Regions from separate parts of the Capra hircus genome. Here region 1 is linked to region 2. A link is a contact called in public Hi-C data. All regions are on one chromosome and are shown on one strand. Each heading gives the region's core, a stretch centred on a gene start, on an enhancer-like site or on the middle of the called end of the contact. The rest is flanking DNA. Distances are from core to core; before and after follow the strand shown.

The links. A called contact is a pair of places that touch in the nucleus more often than the background predicts.
Region 1: a Hi-C map of blood shows a contact between it and region 2, with 2.3 times the contacts expected there. The contact joins the promoter of ZNHIT3 here to the promoter of C19H17orf64 in region 2. A contact is called at or near these places in 2 of 5 Hi-C or Micro-C datasets (both in blood).

What each region holds. Positions count from the first base shown.
Region 1 is chr19:12,474,036-12,480,128 of ARS1.2, reverse strand. It overlaps ZNHIT3 (zinc finger HIT domain-containing protein 3), which reads right to left and starts at 1,900. Exons shown (of 5, transcript XM_005693150.3): 1 at 1,716-1,900; 2 at 1,592-1,623. The coding sequence starts at 1,801. LOC108638225 (a long non-coding RNA gene) reads right to left here. Exons shown (of 3, transcript XR_001919654.1): 2 at 4,161-4,387; 3 at 2,765-3,793.
Region 2 is chr19:12,175,756-12,181,807 of ARS1.2, reverse strand. It overlaps C19H17orf64, which reads left to right and starts at 3,789. Exons shown (of 6, transcript XM_018064063.1): 1 at 3,789-3,839; 2 at 6,016-6,052. The coding sequence starts at 3,789.

The sequences.
Region 1 (6,093 bases), core at 651-3,150, 300 kb before region 2:
CCAGCTCAAGGAATTAACCCGTGTCTCCTGCATTGGCAGGCAGATTCTTTACCACTGAACCACCAAGGAAAGTATATCATAGGGAACTATATTCATTACCTTGTAATAACTTATAATGAAAAAGAACCAAAAAAGGATACAGATCACTGAATCACTTTGCTGTATACCTGAAACACTGTAAATCAACTATACTTCAATTTAAAAAAAATTTTTTTTAATAAGAACAAAGCAAGCAGAGTTTCCCTGTGGTCCAGTGCTTCGATACCAGTTCAATCCCTGGTCTGAGAAGATGCCACGTGCCATAGCCTGTGGGCCACAATTACTGAGCCCATGTACCCTAGAGCCAGTGCTCCGCAACAAGAGAAGCCACTGCATGATAAGCCCAAGCACTGTAACTAAAGTGAAGGACCCCCCCAACCCCCGCAACGCTGCCCCCCTCCCCCCGCACCGCAACTAGACAAAGTCCCTTAGCAGCAAACAAGAACCAACGCAGCGTTCCCCTCGCCCCTCAAAAAAACACACTAACCGAGAGGCTGGAGTTTTCAACACAGGAGAAAGTGAAAGTGAAGTCACTCAGTTGTGTCCGACTCTTTGCAACCCCATGAACTGTAGCCTACCAGGCTTCTCTGCCCGTGGGATTCTCCAGGCAAGAGTACTGGAGTGGGTTGCCGTTTCCTTCTCCAGGAGATCTTCCCAGCCCAGGGATCGAACCCGGGTCTCCCGCATTGCAGGCAGACGCTTTACCACCTGAGCCACCAAGGAAGACTCTCAACACAGGAGTGAACTGCGCAAATCTGTATATCAGAAAAATTACCCAGATTGCGCTAGGGGGTCTTGGCAGGGGCCTCACAGGGCTGCAGGACCAGACAGAAGCATTCCAGACACAGCTCCCAAACTATTCCAGCAAAGCAGTTCTACTTCGTTCCTATCTTGAGCCGAAAGGTGTTTTTTTTTCAAAGTGCTCCAAAGACATTAGGATTTTTTAAAAAGCTGGAGCGGGGACGGTGGTGCGCGAAACCAACAGCTGTAAAATCAGAGACTGGAAGGGATAAAACTACAGGCAAACCACCAGTGAGGAACTCTTAGCAGAAAAGTCACTGAGAGAAAGAGGGCGTGGGAAAGGGTCCCTGAAGACCGAGAAGAGGCGCCGATAGAAAAAGACATAAAATGCAGACTTGGTAACAGTGAGAGCCAGGGACGCTGCTCCTTAGAGTAAACTGGTGTTACCTCCCCGTTTCTATGAAGACATCACTTAAAGAAAACGTCGTTAACGAGCAGCTTCTGCCAAAGAACGCGGAGCTGAAAACTAAGAGGAAGGCACAGCTAGGAGAGGCTTCTGGGGCAAAAACCAAAGACTGTTTAAAAAAAAAAGATGGCACGCAGAAAGGAAAGTGGAGCAGAGGAAAGGTTTTTTATTGTCCGTAAAGTGGAGGCGCATTCGCAGGAAGAGGTATCCGTCTGCCCACGGTGGGTGGGAGGCGGTCCCCAGGGTCGGGCGTTGCAAGGCTGATAGGCTGATAGCCGGGCCCCGGGATTCACGTTCCCGAGACCGCAGCGGCATTGCTGCGGTCCACGAAGAAGGGGGCCTTACCTTTGTGCTTCCGGAAGCAGGGCAAGGAGCAGCTGCAAAAACAAGGCCACAGGCTGCGTCAGTCCCGAGGGAGGCGCGGAGCTTCCCGCCGCCCGCCCCCTTCCCCGCGACCCCCGGCACTCACTAGGGCACGCGGCAGGCGGGGCAGCGGTATTTGGGTTTCTCCAAACAGACAACGCAGACGGCGGTACCGCAGCTGAGCGACGCCATGGTCTCTCCCGGGACGCGCCCCCAGTCTGCGTGCCAGCCCCGGGCCGCGGAGCCCCACGTGCACGCCCTTTCTTCCGTTTCCTCATCCAGGACCAATCAGCGCGCAGCACTTACTGGTCGTCAAAAGCAATCGATTGATCCCACTCATCGTTCCAGGCCTGAGAAGTAGAAAGTCGATGCACTCGATACTCATCCAGAGCCCATTGTCAGGGGTAGTCCCTGATTAGGCTTGAGGCTCAGTTGGTAAACAATCCGCCCGCAATGAGGGAGACCTGGGTTCGATCCCTGGGTTGGGACGATCCCCTGGAGAAGGGAACGGCTACCCACTCCAGTATTCTGGCCTGGAGAATTTCACGGACTGTATATAGTCCATGGGATCGCAGAGTCGGACACAACTTGAGCGACTTTCACTCCCTGATTAGGTCACGTCGTGGAAGAACTTGTTATATAGCCCTGTGCCTGTCCCTACGCGGCTATGTGACTTTCAGCAACTCATTGTCACTCTCCGGCTCTGTTGCGCTGCATATGCCTAAAGAGAATAGGTGGGGCTAAATGCCCTTATCTTCTGCCTTGGACTTTCTCAGTATTGCATGGGTATTGGGTTCTCCCCACACATCTCATTTGGGCTTCCCTGGTGGCTCAGCTGCAAAAGAATCCGCCCGCAATGTGGGAGACCTGGGTTCCATCCCTGGGTTGGGAAGATCCCCTGAAGAAGGGAAAGGGTACCCACCCCAGTATTCTGGCCTGGAGAATCCCCATGGACAGAGGAGCCTGGCGGGCCACAGTCCATGGCATGGCAAAAAGTCAGGCATGACTGAGCGACTAAGCACAGCAAATGAGAAGTCCACACACTGGCCAAACCAGACTCAGCTAGACCACGTGACACACAGGTGCTCTTCCCAGCCATTTTTCTCACAGGAAAGGAAGACAAGCCTTGGCCAGTGACAAATGTTTATTGAGCTCTAACTGTGGGCCCAGTGCTTCCCAGACGCTGGGCTGGGAACACCCAGGGATTAGCAGCCACTGTCTCTGGTAGCTTAAGGCTTAGAGTGAAGGCAGGAGGGAGAATCCCTGGGTGGAACTGATTGGCCAGGGAACAGATGAGTGACCTCTGGCCCAAAGGTGGAGATCCTGGTCCAGAAAAGGGCTTGAATGCCACCTTGGGCTTTAGGAATAGACAAAGTCATATTTTATTGGGAGCCCTGCTCCTCTTCCAAGCACTGTCCAGCTTTACCAGGCTTCCCACTCCACATGTGCGGTGCTGTCTTGGGGTCATAAGTCACCCTCACCCCCTAATCCTAACCCTAACCCCTTTGCGTTGATCCATCAGCCCTCAGGATCTCCTTACTACAAGGGCCCCGCTCCACTGTCATAGTCTGTAGGGATGAATCTGCTACATTCCCAAGCAGCCCTTCAAGTCTTAGCTCAGACCCCTTGCTGGCTGTGTGACTTGGAGAGACTGGCTACCCTATCTGAGCTCCCTCGTCTGTTAGAGTAGATGTTCCGACTTTCCTGAGCTATTGCAAGGCAGAGGGGTGACTGTAAAAAGATTTGTGATCTGCAGTGCTACAAAGGGTTGTTTATGTGATATCTAGAGTCTATAATTCTTTTGGAGCTCTGGTCCCAACCCCATAAGCCAAGGTTCCAGGCTCCAAGTTCCTGGAGGCTGAGGTCTTGGAGCTCAGGCCCCTCTAAAAGGGTTCCACTGCCAGCCTCAGTGGGCTGGGGTTGGGCTGGAGTGACTAGCCGGCACTCCTTTGGCTTTGCCAGGCTGTTGAGGGTGCTGTCCAGTCCTCAGTGCTGAAGTGGCACTGCCCCTCTGGTTGCCTACCTGCCCCAGCATGCAGCTGCCCCTGCCTCCAGCCTCCTAACAGAACTCACACCAAAATCCAATGTTTTCCCACTGATCCAATACTCTGAAGCATCCCTTGCATCTCTCAACAGTTGTGACCACTGCTGGTTTGAATCGGAAGTGTCCCAGAAAGTCCGCACCTAACAGGGAAGAACAGAGGTCAGTGATTTGAATCCCATGTTCTCTGGCATCAGTACTAATTCCCCCACTAAGGACATCACTATTGCCCACCCAGACTTCTCCTGTGAGTTGTGTGGAGGCTGAGGCCATGCCGAGTTTCCACAATTTTCAGGGGCTCAACCTGACCCCATCCACATCCATACCATGCTGACTCCCCTACCTTCAGGTTCAGAGATGGTGACTCCAGCAAAAAAAAAAAAAAAACTTCCTGGAATTCCTCTCATGCACATTCCATACAGTAGAAATACCTCTTCTACTCTGGGTGACCCCCATCTTCCATGAACCGACCCCTCCCGCTCCAATATCCTGGAAAGGAGGTGGCTTAACTGTGACGGCGGGGAGGTTGGGGAAAACCAAGAAGCAGCGACAGAAGCCTGGTACAGCTCCTCTGGGCAATGGCTAGTTCAGAGCAGAAAGACAGGAATGACGCTGGGCCCAACAACCAGATGTCCACGCTGATTTGCCCTGGCTCTCTATGGTCCCCCATCACGCCCTCCTAGCAGCTGAGGCTGCCTCGCGTCTTCTCAGCGTCAGCTTGAGGCGCAGAGCAGAACCTGGAGAGAGGAGAGGTAAGAATCATAGCGGAATGGTTTCCAGAGCCCCGCTGCCTGGCAGGCGCTGTCCAGCACATTCTAGGCAGGCCCAGCCCGGCGCCGACGCCGAAGACTGGAGACGTTGTCTTCAACGTGGAGGCCCAGGTCCAGCACCTAGCACCGCCAGAGGGCGCCCCAGATCGAGATTAGTCCTGGCGAGGCTGGCGCCTGAGCAGGTCTGCAGCGCCTCTCGCACCCGACTTTGCACCTTGCTTGGGAGGCAAGATGGACCACGCAGGGAAAAGCAAACCCAGGCTTGGCCTGCACAAGAAAGAGAGTCAAGAGTGAGGAGTTGAAACCGACGACCGGATGGGCAGCAGTGACTCTTCCATGAAAGCAAGGCCCACACACCAGGCCAGCCGAGAGCTCCAAATGCGCCTGGCTGTCCAGCGAGAGTTCCCGGGGTTGTTCCCCGGCCCGCGCCTCTTGGCAACCCCTGGAGCAGAGATCCGGCCACCGCATATTAGCTTGATGAAAGCTTAATAGTACTTCTGGAGCTTTCAGGTTGCTAACTAGGGCGCACCCAGTGCCCTGTGTCTTTCCTGATGCCATGATGGGGTGGGCATATAGGCTGCATGATGCCCGTATCCGAGGCCAGAGGTTGATAAAGCTGGGCTCCCTGTGGCACTGTGCTCAATCTCAGCTTCTTTCTACAGTCCTAATACCTCTAACCCTCCACCCTCTTGGTTGCACCAAGTGTCCACAGTGGTGTGTTTAGGAACCTATACTTCCTGGTTTCATCTCCTCCCTTCCACTTACTCTCTAGTATCTGAGAGCGTGCTTCAGAAGTTAAAGGGGGTGAGGTTGTTGGTATGAATCAAATAAAGACAGCCTGAGATTCTGGTGGAGTGGTTTCCAAGTTACCTGATTTCAACTCTCTGCATGTTATTTTATCTTGCAATGGCATTGATTCCCCAACTCGAGACAGTGACAGTCTGACCTTCTGTTAGACTCCAAGGAGAACTTCCAAACAACAGAAGATATAGGGGCTTCCCTGCTGAGCCAGTTGTCAACAATCTGCCTTGCAATGCAGGGGACGCGGCTTTCGATTCCTGGTCAGGGAACTAAGATCCCACGTGCTATGAATCAATTAAGCTGCTGCGCTGCAACTAGAGAATCTGTGTGCTGCCACCAAAGAGCCTGTGTTATGCGACTAAGACCCAACACAGTCAAAAATATAGTTTTTAAAAAAAATTTTTTAAGAGAGAAAGAGTAATTGCATTATCTCAGCAGAACTGATAGAAGAGCACAGACCGTAAAGGTCAAACCCCACACTATCATTTTCTCACACCTTCTCCCACTTGCAAGTCAACATACATACATCTCTCACCATACATTCCCTAGAACAGAGATCAAAGGAATCAAATAAAAATTAAAGCCTTGAGACTCTTTCATCAGCAGACCTCCACAGGTAAGTTATTCAGGCAATAGGAAAATGATATCAGATGCAAATTAAAATCACAATATAATTCCATAAACGTACCAGAGTAAGTAAAATTACAAGGATTGGCAATACCGAGTGTTGGCAAGGAGGCTCCTATGAATTGGACATTTGCACCCCCTCAAAATTCATATGCTGAAATCCCAGCCCTCAATATGATAATATTAAGAAGTGGGTGGGGCCTTTGGTAGGTGATAAGGTCATGAGAATGGAACACTCATGAATG
Region 2 (6,052 bases), core at 2,540-5,039:
CAGCAGTCCAACTCCTGGGCGTATACCAAACAAAAACCATAATTCAAAAAGATACATGCACCCCTACGTTTATAGCAGCAGAATTCAGAAAGCCAAGACACGGACCAACCCAAACGTCAGGTGGCAGATGAGTGGTTAAAGGTGTACCACATACACACACAATGGAACACTACTCAGCCGTGGAAAGGGAAGAACGCCATGTGCAGCAGTATGGATGGGCCTAGAGAGTATCATCCTAAGTGAAGGAAGCCAGAAACAGTAAGAGAAATGCCGTACAGTATTGCTTATTAGTGGGATCTAAAACATGGCTCAGGGGCTGCGCTGGTGGCTCAAGTAAAGAATCCACCTACCAGTGCAGGAAACACGGGTTCAGTCCCCGGTCTGGGAAGACCCCCACATGCCACGGAGCCATTAAGCCCGGATGCCGCAACTACGGAGCCTGTGTTCTAGAGCCTGCGAGCCGGAAATACTGAGCTCACGCGCTGCAGCTCTTGAAGCCTGAGCACCCTAGAGCCCATGCTCCCAAACAGGAAAAACCACCAAAATGAGAAGGCCGTGTACCGCAACTAGAGAGAAGCCCTACTCTCCGCAACTAGAAAGAAGTCTGTGCGACAGCAAAGATTCAGCACAGCCAGAAAAAGGAAAAACTAAGCTAAAAGTAGATACAATAAAATTTTTATTATAAAATATGACACAAATGAACCTATCTACGAAACGGAAATAGGCTCACAGACAGAACAGACTTGCTGCCATCAGAGAGGGGCTGTGGGGGAAGGGTGGCTTAGGGGTTTGGGATTAATAGATGCAAGCTATTACACAGAGCATGGTAAATAGGGAGCTATATTCCATATCCTGTGATAAAACCATAATAGAAAAGAATAAGAGAAAGAATGTATATCTATGTATAACTGATCACTTTATTGTACAGTAAAAATCAGCACAACATTGTAAATCAACTGTACATACACCAATAAAATAAATTTTAAAATAAATGGGATCATACCATACATGGTGTTTTAGTTTGTTTTCCACATCATTAAATATAGAGTAGTAATTTAAAATTTTAAAAATTTAATTCATATTTAATCTAAATTATTCATATAAATTTAATTTGTATAGTGAATGTCAGTCGTATCTTAATAGCCAGGCTTCCTTCGCAGCTCACATGGCCAAGAATCTGCCAGCAATGCAGGAGACTCGCATTGGATCCCTGGGTGGGGAAGATCCCCTGGAGAAGATCGCAACCTATTCCAGTATTCTTGCCTGGAGAATTCCATGGACAGAGGAGGCTGGTGGGCTATAGTCCATGGAGTCACAGAATCAGACATGTATTTTAATAATCAGTACTATTTTAGTAGTGAAGTATTTTTTAATGAACTTTAACTTTAATATTAGAGTAGTATTTTTTAAAGTATTGATATGCCACAGTTTATTTACCCTTTCCTATCCATGACAGCTGTTTCCAAACTGCTACCCCCATAACTTTCCTCATTTACATCTTCTCTGCTGCTGCTGCTGCTCCTAAGTCGCTTCAGTCGTGCCCGACTCTGTGCGACCCTCTGGACAGCAGCCCTCCAGGCTCCTCTGTCCACAGGATTCTCCAGGCAAGAATACTGGAGTGGGTTGCCATTTCCTTCTCCTACATCTTCTCTCCATAGGGCTAATTCCTCTAAGTAGATATGGGAAAGAATCTGCCTGCAATGGGGGAGACACAGGCTTGACTCCTGGGTTGGGAAGGTCTCCTGGAGAAGGAAATGACAATCCACTCCAGTATTCTTGCCTGGAGAGAATTCCATGGACAGAGGAGCCTGGCAGGCTACAGTCCATGGAGTCTCAAAGAGTCAGACATGACCAAGCGCCTACACTTTCAGAATTTATGGGTCAAAGCAAATGCCTATTAAAAAAAAAATGTATTACATTTTGTAATACATTTTTTTAAAAAAACTAATTACCACTCCCAATAGAAGTGTGCCAAAGATTTCCTCTTCCCCTCACTCTTGCCAATATAATTACCCTTCTTAAAACAGCCGAAAAATAATCTTGAATTAATGTTCAGAGAACACTCTTTCCAGTTTGGAAACAAACCCACCTTGTCCTCTAGGAAAGTCAAAGCGCAGTCGCTCAGTTGCGTCCGACACTTTGCAACCCCATGGACTGTGGCCCACCAGGCTCCTCTGTCTATGGGATGCTACAGGCAAAGAATATTGGAGTGAGTTGCCATTTCCTTCTCCAGGCGATCTTTCCGACCCAGGGATCGAGCCTGGGACTCCCTCATTGCAGGCAGATTCTTGACCATCTGAGCCACCCGGGAAGCCTACAACTTCTAGTTAAATATTCCTGTCAGTCGCAGGTACCGCCGCCAGATGGCGAGAGAGAGGCCTGGGAAGACCGTGCGGCAGCAAGTGTCTGCAGACTGCACGCTGACTCCTGCTGTCGAAGGCGGGGGAGAGGACAGAACGGGGTGGAGAAAACGGGACCCGGGCCCAGAAAACAGGAAGGGACCGGCCAGGAGAGGGTGTCCAGCGATCCAAAGAAGAAGATGCTGGTTAGGTGAGGGGACCGGGGCGGCAGTCTTACCACCGCCCTGACCCGCCCGGCGAGCTGATGTGGATGCAAGGGGCCGCGTTAGAGACGAGGGGCGGCGTGGCCCCGCGCCCCGGAGCGCCTCCAGGACAAGCCGGCCGGGGAGACGCGCGGACCCCGCCAGCCCCCTCTACGCCTGCGCCTGGCTTCCCCCGAGGGCGACGCAGGAGGGAAAAGCCAGGCCGGCCGGACTCCTACCCGAACCTCGGCGCCGCCCCTCGTGGCGGCGGACCCAAGGCAAATAACGGGGATTCTGTGCTTCTCGGCTGGTGGTTCCAGGAAATGGGATCACGACTGAGACCTGGGGCTTCCCAGCCGTGATCCCGGGGCTTCCCTCGTGGCACGGTCGGTAAAGAATCCAGCTGCAATGCAGGAGACGTAAGAGACCTGGGTTCGATCCCTGGGTCAGGAAGATCCCTTCCAGAAGGAAATGGCAACCCACTCCAGTATTCTTGCCTGGAGAATCCCATGGACAAGGAACCTGGCGAGCAACAGTCCATGGGGTCACAAGTATCGGACACGACTGAGAGACTAAACCACCACCAGCCCTGGGACCTACCCCGGGGAAGAGGTACGAGGGTGGCTGGTATTTTCGTATACTCCCTAAAAGCACCACCACCATCCACCCACAACCCAACACAGTGGGTTCCTTCCCTCCTGGAGGCTACGGACAATGGAAGAGAAGATGCATCCCGGGAGAGCTTGAGGATGCAACGTTCTCCCTACATCCTCTACCCCATTGTCCCCGGTCCGAAAAGGACGGCTACGAAACCTCTTCTCGCTCTCCTCTGGGGGGCGGGGGTGGCGGGGAGCCCACAGGCGAGCCCACTCTGAAACCGAGGGGGCTTGAATGGTACGCAGGCAGGAGAATTATTCCTAAAGCTTTACCCAAGTTCAAAATCGACAGCACCCGACAGTGCTCTTTGGAGAAGGGGTGCCCGCCCCTCCTGGGCAGCTGTGAGCCCCGACAAAGTCTGGGGTGCGCCTGGCCCAAGCTGCTGGCTTGCAGGGCGGGCTCCGGGGCACCCGGGGGAACCCAGGCCGCGTGGGGGAGGGGCGCTGGGCTCTGTGTTGGCCGTTGCCATGGTTTTGCCCCGAGTTCCGAGTGCCACTCCCTGAGTCACTGGGGGCCCAGAAGCAGGAGGTGGGAAGCCTGAGGGGACCCGGGGAGTGCCGCTGTGGAGCCCATCAGCGCTCCTGTTGAGATGGAAGCCTCTAATGGGCAGGCGGACGAAAGGGAGGAGCCTCTAGAGCAGGTCAAGTGGGGCTAGGGGTGTGAGGGGGGAAGGAAAGGAGGACCTCAGGGGCTGGCTTGGGAAGGCAGAGAAGAGGAGCGTCAAGGAAGAAGACGGGGAGCGGGGGGTCGGGGGTGGGGTGGGGGTGGGGGCGGGAAATGGTGAGGTTCACCACTAAGGGACTGAAAGAACAAGAGAAGGTTAACTCATCCAGACAGATGTTTATCCAGGACATAGATACCTGGCAAGATGATGGGGGAGATTCCTGGCAAGACGATTGTCAGTTATAACACTCACAGGCTGGTGTGTGTGTGTGTGTGTGCATGGGTCATCGTCTGTCTGGTTTATATGGAGTGTTTATCCAACTGACCAGCCAGGGTTCCCTCGCTCTGGAGTCTGGAGGAGCCTGTGTCCTATTCTCTCTGCATCTTTCTCCGGCCCTTTCCCTGAAATTTCCCTGTACCCCCTGAACACAGGCAGGACTTCATGCTCTCTTGTGTTTCGGCTCCCCGGTGAGGCACGCAGGATCTTAGTTCTTTGACCAAGGATTGAACCTGTGTCCCCTGCAGTGGAAACTTGGAGTCTTAACCACTACGCTGCCAGGGAAGTCCCCACGCTCCCTTTTCTGGGAGGCTTTTTAAAAGGCAGGTGTAAATCTCATGTCAATCTAATCCTGTGCTCTGACTTCAAGTGTTATTCTGAAGTCACCTCATTGTGATTCATTTTCAGTTTCTTTTGCTCCAGCTTGCCGCCAGCAAGATCTTTCTCATCATCACCATTACTGTCACCCACTTTCCTGAGTGCCTGTTAGTCTGGCAAGAAGCTAAAGATTAGGGATACAAAGAACTGGGCCTGGGATTTAGGAACTCAATAAGTGTTTGTTGAATGAGCAAGTAAATGAATGATGATCCTTTCCCCCAAGGAGTTACTTAAGCATCTCGGGTACCCTCTGCTCATCTGTAACCAAAAATAAAGAGTTCTAGCCTTACAAAATCTGTGGCAGAATAAAATGAGTTAATGTTGGTACTTCCTTGAAGGTCCAGTGGTTAAGAATCCTCCTTGCAAATCAGGGGACATAGGTTCCATCCTTGGTCCAGGAATATCCCACATGCCTCAGAGCAACTAAGCCCCTGAGCCTATGAAGCCTGCAAGCCCTAGAGCCATGCTCCACAAGGGAAGCCATTGCAAAGAGAAGCCTTCATACCACCGCAAAGAGTGGCTCCTGCTTGCCACAACTAAACAAAGCCCACGTGCAGCAATGAAGACCCACTATGGTCAAAAAAGTAAATAAATTTAAAAAAAATTTAAAAAAAGAATCCACCCTCCAATGCAGGGGACCCAGGTTCCATCTCTGGTTGGGGAACTAAGATCGCATATGCTGTGAAGTAACTAAGCATACTCACTGCAACTAGAGAACCCAAGCTCTGCAACTAGAGGGAAAGCCCACAAGCCACAATGAAGCCCCAGTGCAGTCCTCTACTCAAAACAAAGAAGTTAACCATACACAGAAAGAGTTCAGTTCAGTCGCTCAGTTGTGTCCAACTCTTTGCGACCCCATGCACTGCAGCACACCAGGCTTCCCTGTCCATCACCAACTGCCAGAATCTACCCAAACCCATGTCCATTGAGTCGGTGATGCCATCCAACCATCTCATCCTCTGTCGTCCCCTTCTCCTCCTGCCTTCAATCTTTCCCAGCATCAGGGTCTTTTCCAATGAGTCAGTTTTTCCCATCAGGTGGCCAAAGTTATTGGAGCTTCAGCTTCAGCATGAGTCCTTCTAATGAATATTCAGGACTGATCTCCTTTAGGATGGACTGGTTGGATATCCTTGCAGTCCAAGAGACTCTCTCAAGAGTCTTCTCCAACACCACAGTTCAAAAGCAGCAATTCTTTGGCGCTCAGCTTTCTTTATGATCCAAAAGAAAAAGAGTTAAGTGCTTTGCAAAGTTAGTTAGTATACAGAGCTATAATATTGTACAAGAAATGGATTAGGTGGTCTTGGTTTTCTAAGCAGGGATTCTCAGAGATGGGTTTCCTTTGCCAAGGGCTCACTGGCCTGAGAGCTGGGTCAAGGAGGAGGTCACTGGGAAAATGGAGAGGGGCTTTGGCTGGCGTCTGGATCAGTGCTTGCCCAGCACTGCCTCTCAGGAGCAGTAGCCCTAGGCCCCAGCTGACTGCTGCCCCTGTTTCCTCCAGGGGCCGAATGCACCCAGCTTAGAGAAGAGCTCCAATA